2 separate regions of the Mus musculus genome follow, and region 2 is linked to region 1. The links are chromatin contacts, called in public Hi-C maps. All regions are on one chromosome and are shown on one strand. The core of a region is the stretch at or near the end of the contact, and the rest is flanking DNA. Distances in the headings are between cores, read along the strand shown. Region 1 overlaps Vav2 (vav 2 oncogene). Region 2 overlaps Vav2 (vav 2 oncogene).

What was found. Hi-C and Micro-C count contacts between places; a contact is called where the count stands out from the background.
Region 2: a contact with region 1 is called in a Hi-C map of conventional dendritic cells, with 2.5 times the contacts expected there. The contact joins two enhancer-like sites. A contact is called at or near these places in 1 of 39 promoter capture datasets (liver), 14 of 484 Hi-C or Micro-C datasets (the G1E-ER4 cell line, the N1E-115 cell line, the STO cell line and 10 more), 15 of 115 datasets of contacts at active chromatin or transcription factors (the 230-238 cell line, the HPC-7 cell line, bone marrow-derived dendritic cells and 11 more) and 3 of 9 other capture datasets (adipose tissue, liver and pancreatic islet).

The regions. Positions count from the first base shown.
Region 1 is chr2:27,348,470-27,352,184 of GRCm38.p6, forward strand. The region is part of intron 2 of Vav2 (vav 2 oncogene); the gene reads right to left. Among named protein-coding and RNA genes, the nearest start is that of Vav2, 77 kb to the right of the region's middle. Within about 2 kb of position 2,037, at least 35 of the 459 cell types and tissues checked have an H3K27ac peak or open chromatin away from gene starts, as enhancers often do. A contact at or near this core is called in the HPC-7 cell line, bone marrow-derived macrophages, conventional dendritic cells and 1 more, where this site is marked.
Region 2 is chr2:27,403,103-27,406,748 of GRCm38.p6, forward strand. All of the region lies in intron 1 of Vav2 (vav 2 oncogene), which reads right to left. Among named protein-coding and RNA genes, the nearest start is that of Vav2, 23 kb to the right of the region's middle. Within about 2 kb of position 2,254, at least 86 of the 459 cell types and tissues checked have an H3K27ac peak or open chromatin away from gene starts, as enhancers often do. A contact at or near this core is called in the HPC-7 cell line, bone marrow-derived macrophages, conventional dendritic cells and 1 more, where this site is marked.

The DNA of each region.
Region 1 (3,715 bases), core at 787-3,286:
TTTCCTTCTATCGCTGTGGGATGCTTGGATGCCCATCTACTTACCCAGATGGACACTATCATCTGCTCATCTAACACCCCCTGAGGGCTTACAGCGAGCCCTGGTGATTGATAAACGTGGCTCCTCACCAAGCCTATAAGCTCTATGAAGAAACACCTATTCACAGAGTCTGCAGAGAGGGCCTGTGGGCAACAGTGGGAAGGCACAGTTGAGCCAGCTGCACAACACTAAGTCAGCTGATGACTGGCTGTGCAGACACTTAAAAATTTACAAGAGCATACTAGAACAATGTGTAACAAGAACAACACTGACTCTCCTGCCTCAAACACCTGTCCAGCTGATGGACAGGAGCAGACAGAGCTCAGCAAAGGGGTCCCCCAGGGACACACTGCAACCCTAGGCAATGAGCTTCCATCTCAGGGGGCTGGCAGTCAGCTGGGGCTAGCACTATATGCCCATCTAACCAGAGGACCCCAGACTCAGTTCCACTCTGAGGTTTAAGCACATCCTTCCCCCGAGGCTCACAAGCAACTGACCACTCTCCATCAATTGACTTTGGTGACCCTTGTGGTTTTGTGGCCAAGGAGGGGAATCAAAACTAATGATGAGATTTCAAAACATCAGCCAAAGTCCATCGAGACAATCAGCCATGCGACCTCTTGGTCGTATGCACAGCATGTGCACACACACTTGACAAAGCCACCCACGTAATGATCACAGGTTCCTCCCTCAACCACTGGTTATGTGTCACCTACATACTTGCCCTACCTCCAGGTGGGACACAGGCCACCAAACCCAGTCCTTTGCCATCCAGCAAAGAAGCACTTCCTCCTGCCCTCATCCCTGGGGTCCAGATGCTCTGTCCAGTGACTAGAAGCTACCACTTCCCAGAAGATCAACAGATGCTGGGCAATGAGGTCAAATCTCCATGCAGAAGCTAGTTTTTACCTACAAATCCCATCAAGCTATCTACAAAAAAGAAAGTTCCCTGTACCTATGGAATACATCTATCAGAAGTTGCTTGAAAACAAGACTAGAGATGTTGTAACCTTGTGGAAGAGACAGCAGGTGTCAGGTCAGTGGAGGAGAGCTGGCCTCTGTTCCTCCCCACCAGCCTGGGTTGACAAAGTCAGCTACCACCCAGGCCCAGATGCAGGGCTCTGAGTTGGCCTACCCCAACATCTCCTCCATCTATGAGCTGCTAAGGCACACAGAGAGGTTGGTCCTGCAGAGCCATAGCTGCAGGATCTCCATGAGCCTGGGCAAGCATCCGGTACAGCAGAAGCCAGAGGCCTTGAACCAGACCAATGGCTTATTGCAATGAACATTATTTGGGCAAAAGGTGTTTGGGGAGAGGGAGGAACCAACTGTGTGACACCGCATCTCCCAATGCCACTACAATGAAGAAACATGTGATGAAGAGGCTCAAAGATGTAGGATCAGAGCAGTGCATGCACAGCAGAGCTGGAGACTTGACAGCTGTGATGGGCTGGGAGAAGGCTGCGGTTGATGGAGGAGCAGGTCCTTGTCCACTGGGGTCTCCAGGATGCTGTGCGACAGCCTGGTGCTTGTGTGGACTCAGCCTCGGAAAAGCTGCCCAGTCACACGATCATTTTGGCTCTGAACGGCAACAACAGGATGACCCTGATGAAGAGCGGTCCATTTACTGGATTGGACATCCTCCTCCTAGAAAGACCTCCATGGTCCATGTTTCTCCTTGAAGCCATGCTGGTCAGTGGCCTATGCTTTGGCAGGGAACCATGTTGATGTCCAAGGGCCATGTTGTCACTGGAGACCAGACGGAGGTCCTTGGCACATATTGATGCCAGAGACCACGTGGATGTTCACAACCCGTGCTGCTTCCAGAAACCTGTGTTCGTACTGACTATGAAGGTTTTCTTCTCCTTTCTTCCTTTGGTGGGGATGGGAAGGTCATGGGAAGGACTGGGAGGTGAACCCAATCCTGGTGCATGATGTGAGAGTTCCAAAGAGGAAGTTAGTCTTATAGTGTCATCGATGACTGCAGACATACAGTTGAGAAAGAGGAACATTTAAAGACTCCTGTGACAACTCCTGCCTCCACCCAAAGTCACAAAGTAACAGCCTAGAGAGGAAGCAGTCACAGGGAACTGAAAATTTTTTGTGATAAGGATCTCTCCACAGCTGATGGCTTCTGGGGGGGCGGGGGGTGCAGGTGGAGAAGGACGCAGCTTCCCTGAGCGGGTAGACTCGGAGAGTCTGACCATGTCCCAGTGAGCATGTGGACACCACAAAGTGGACTTGTGGTAAGTTTTTATTTGTTTGGTTTTCTTTTCCTTTCTTTTTTGGGGAATGGGAGGTCATGGGAGGGGCTGGGAGGTGAATGTCATCACAGTGCCTGATGTGAGAGTCTCAAATAATCAATAAAAATAGTATGTTAAAAAAAATAAACCTGCCAGGTGTGTTGGCGCACGCCTTTAGTCCCAGCACTCGGGAGGCAAAGGCAGGTGGATTTCTGAGTTTGAGGTCAGCCTGGTCTACAAAGTGAGTTCCAGGACAGCCAGGGCTATACAGAGAAACCCTGTCTCAGAAATAAATAAATAAATAAATAAATAAATAAATAAATAAACCTACAGAGACTTGAAGTGGAAACCTAAGGGTTTGTTGGAAAGTCAGCTGTGTCAGATGGTGTTTCGCCAAAGCAGACACATGAAGAAACATTTTGCTGAAGCAAACACAGGTAAAAGGATGTTCTGCTAGAGCAAGCATGTGAAAAAAACACATGGAGGATTCTTCACTGATGATGCTCACGTATTGGTCTTCCTGACACTGTGTAGTTGAGATGCCTTTGTCGGGACTCCATAGAGAGAAACACACCAAAAAACTTCTGGTGGTGTGCTGCGGCTTCTTGCTGCTTCTGCAGACTCAACCTCAGGGCAGTTGGCAGAGTGATGTCAGCTGAGACAGATGCTAGTGCTGAGGCAAGCCAGGTGGTCTTTGGAGGGAGCATAAATAGGACCCAAGGGATGGTAAGAGGGGCTTGCTCATAGAGCTAACTCTGCAAATGCTTCTTGGTCTCCCATCTTGGCTGATCCTCACTTGGCTGAGAGCAGCATGGCAGGAAACGTCTCTGGTGTGCTTGCTGATGCTGGTTTCTCCTGCTGACACGATTCAGCTGAGGCCTGGTTGTTCCTGCTAAGCTGTGCCAGGGCTACTGCTAGCCCAACACTACTGAACGTGACTGCGAGGGGGGGGGGGGTAATCCAAGAAGTGTTTGCAAGTAGATTAAGCTGCTGCTGCTGTCCTGCAAACTGAACTGCTGATTTCCTGACTACGCAGATGGGATTTGCTCCAAAGAACAATTTCTAAACAGGTCCACTTCCCCCACCCCCACCCCTCTTCCTTTCTATTTCACTACCTGTAGTGGGTAGTGGGCTACAAGGGAGGTTAAAGCATTTAAGAACCATGATTAAAAGTAGGCTTTAAAAAATTAAAGCTACAGAGACTGGGCAGTTGTGGCTTCTATCCTTTCATTCCAGCACCCGGGAGGCGGAGGCAGGTAAATATCTGAGTTTGACCAGCCAGCATGGTCTACAGCGTGAGTTCCAGGGCAGCCAGGGCTACAGGAAAACCCTTTCTCGAAATAATAATAATAATGATAATAACAACAACAACTATAGAGACCAGAAGATGGCTCAGTGGTTGAGAGCACTTGCTGCTCTTCCAGAAGACACAG
Region 2 (3,646 bases), core at 1,004-3,503, 55 kb after region 1:
GTGTGTTACTGTGGATATGAGCTTTAAGACCCTCATCCTAGCTGCCTGGAAGTCAATATTCTGCTAACAGCCTTCAGATGAAGATGTAGAACTCTCAGCTTCTTCTCCTGCGCCATGCCTGCCTGGATGTTGCTCCTGCCTTGGTAATAATGGACTGAACCACTGAACCTGTAAGCCAGCCCCAATTAAATGTTGTCCTTATAAGAGTTGCCTTGGTCCTGGTGTCTGTTCACAGCAGTAAAACCCTAAGACAGATTACCATCCATCCAGAAATTATGATCCCCTAATGTTGGAGTCTCCAAAGTCCCTCATGTCCCCCAAAGCTCAGCAGTGGTCACAAAGCCTTTCACATGGGCATTCAGAGGACAGTTCTGATCTAAACAACAGCAAACAAAAGCCTTGGTTTCTGCGACTCCTGTCCCTCTCTACCATTCACACTGCTCACAGGTCCCCACCCGACTGCTCTGGATAGGGCTCCAGAGCTTGGGCCAGCCACATGAGGGCCTAGCATAGGATCCATCTTGGACTCTAAGTAACAAAGTCTCCATGGGACCCCTGCCTGAGTCCAGTCTCTCACTCTCCCTACCAGACACCACATCTCACTTCTGCCGCAGATGCCCCAGAGCTAGTGTGGTATGTCACTGTAGGGCAGAGTAGAACACGCCTAACCACCTTCCAGGCAGAGGTCTTGGTTTAAATCTTCCCCACCAGCCATTCCCGAGAACTCCTGTCCTCAGAGACCATGACTCCAGACTGCACGCAGATCTCAGATCCAAACCCACTACCCAGTGGCTGAAACAGGCTAGAGTCATCTGGGAACAGGCAACCTGGATAGAGAAAAAGCCTCCAGCAGATGGGCTGTAAGCAAGCCTAAGGAGCATTCTCTTGATTAATGATTGATGTGGGAGGGGCAGCTACAACAATCCCCTCATTCCTGCAAAAGCAGGCGACTGTCCCACATGGGACAACTCTATGTATTACTAGAAACAGTGCAAGCCCCCTCTTTCTCAACCACGCAGCACACCCCTCAGTTCATGGGGAAACCACTCCCGTGGCTGTCGTAGCTAGGTGAGCACACCTGGGATGCTGGTATGTGATGTGTGTGCGTGCAAGCTGTGTGTGGGCAAGAGGTGGGTGTGTGCACACCTGGGAGCATGTAGTGGGTGTGCCCGTGCATATGGATGGATGGATGGGTGTGAATGTGTCTCTGTTATGACTGATAAAAATGTCTTAATGAAAAAATTTTAGAAGATTCCAGGGAAATAAGTCTGGACTGTCAAGGGGAGGAAGGCGAGATGTAAACATGTTTTTCCTGTTTCTTAAATGCAATCGGCTTTCATTTTGCTCTTTGTGTACAGTAAACACAAGCTTAGCAGGGGGCGGGGAGGGGGGCAGACTTCCTGCTGCCCCAACAGACTCTGCCCCCTGCATGCAAAGAGGAGGCTACCTCTGTTCCACAGGATGATGCCAACAACAGACATCCCAGCAGCTTGCCGAGCTGATTCCTTGGGTCTCTTAACAGTCTCTTAGTGAGGCCCCAGAGAGTCACTATCCACTTTGTCAGCTTACAGGGTCCACCAAAGACTTTGCCTCTGAAGTCTCCAGGCCTCTCAGTTACATCATGGAAAAAAAAAAAAAAAAAAAAAAAAAAACAGTGATCCATCCCCAGGTCAATTCCATTCCCGCACAAGCAGAGGGGTCAGCCATCAGTGGCAGCCCTGCTCCAGCAAAATGCACCCTGGGAAGGCTCAGATGGGAGGCACGTTACCCTCAATCTGCTCCCCTCTTACCTAGTTTCACTCTGAACATTAGGACCAGAAGCCACTGGGGCAGATAGCACAGGGCAGAACTCTGCTAAACATGACTTCCCAGGTGGCCCTGGGCAAGTCCCTGACCTTTCAAGAGCCTTAGTTACCCCAACCAAATAGCTCTGCAGTTTCCTGAGTTGGGGGGTGGGGAGGGGAAGGGAGTCAGAAAGACTTCCTCAGAAGTTAGAGGGGCCTTTCTCCAGCTCTCTAACCCAGGCTCTCAGTGACCTTCCAGGTCCCCTCACACCATCCACCCTTCCCCAGGGCCCTGCACTGTCCTCAGCTCTCTAGACCCCTAGGCCTCCTCTCAGATCACTGGAAAAACTCTTCTGTCTGTAGAAAGAGGACAAGGACACAGCTCCCCACTGCTCCCCACACCCCCCATCAGCTTGAGGAATTCCCCTGAACTTTCAGGAACTTAGACTCAGGCCACACTGGGTTCATGGCTTCTTCTTTTGTTTCTGGTTTTCCCCCCACAAGCAGGTATGGCTTCTTAGCTCTTAGACTATAGCTCTTCTCAGGGCTGGGGGTGGAAGGAGGTGTGTCCAGTGAGGCCAGTCTCTGGGGTTCCCTTTCTCAAAGGCCCATGAAAAAAATCAGTGAAAAGCTGAACTTTCTAGAAATTCCAATCCCACTGGCTCCAGGCCCCTCAGTGCCCAATCTCTGCCCCCTCCTCCAGGCAGGGAGAGGGGACGGGGCTCCACGGATGCCAGGGCAACAGGTGGGGCGGCCAAGGTCAGGAGTGCTCACAGCTGCAGACTCACCCTCAGGCCCCACCCCAAAAGAGCCCAGCATGTGAGAGGCTACCCAGGCATAGAGGACAGGCCAGGAAAGCTACACCAGATCTGGCATTTCACAGCTGGGTCAGGAGAACGGCAGGGTATACTGACTGGAGCCTCCTTCATGCCTTTGGCACCCTGGGTCCCACGGCCAACCAGAGTTCCTGTTGAGGCATCTAGGAACACTGGTTTCTTGTCCTCTTATCCTTGCTAGCATGTTCTGGGCTGGGATAGCCACTGCCATCTTACCAAAGGGGGACACAGTGGCCCAGGGGTGGTGCCTGTGCTGAGGAAGGGTCACAGGTCCTGTCTCATATGAACAGGACAGGAAGAAGCCTGGTGTAAGACCAGTTTTTTGGTTTTGGGTTTTCTTTTTGTTTGTTTTTGTTTTCATTTTTCTCCCAATATAGAAATAACCTCTCCTAGACAAAGGGAAGGCAGGGTTGCTAATGACCTTGGCCTCCCTGCCCAGCTGCTCTAGTGCCTTGTCCAAGCTGGTGCTCTGAGTGACACAGGAGCCATCAGATGTTGGGTTCCGCACCTCCTCACTGGTGCCTCAAATCCCTAGCTCACCATGGAGATGGGTATAGTTGCCCTGGCCTGAGCCCAACATGCGTCCTCCAGTCTCCCCACAAATGGACACTCAAGATTGTTGCCACAGTTTCACCTCTAGTCAGGTGCACAATGATAATAGATGTTCTCAATAAAGATGTGCATCACGAAGTGGGAAGGGCTTCCTTCCATCACGGGAATTCCCATGCTGGGCCAAAGGCCCCAAATTCCAGGTTCCTAGCAAACTCACCCTGTAGGCAGAGCAAGAAACAGAAAGCTGGGGCTGGAGAGATGGCTCAGTAGTTAAGAGCACTGACTGCTCTTCCAAAGGTCAAGGTCATGAGTTCAATTCCGAGCAACCGTATGGTGGCTCACAACCATCTATAACCATCCAATGCCCTCTTCTGGTGTGTCTGAAGACAGTGACAGTGTGCTGAGTACTCACATACAATAAATAAATAAATAAATAAATCTTTAAAAGAAAGAAAGAAAGAAAGGAAGGAAGGA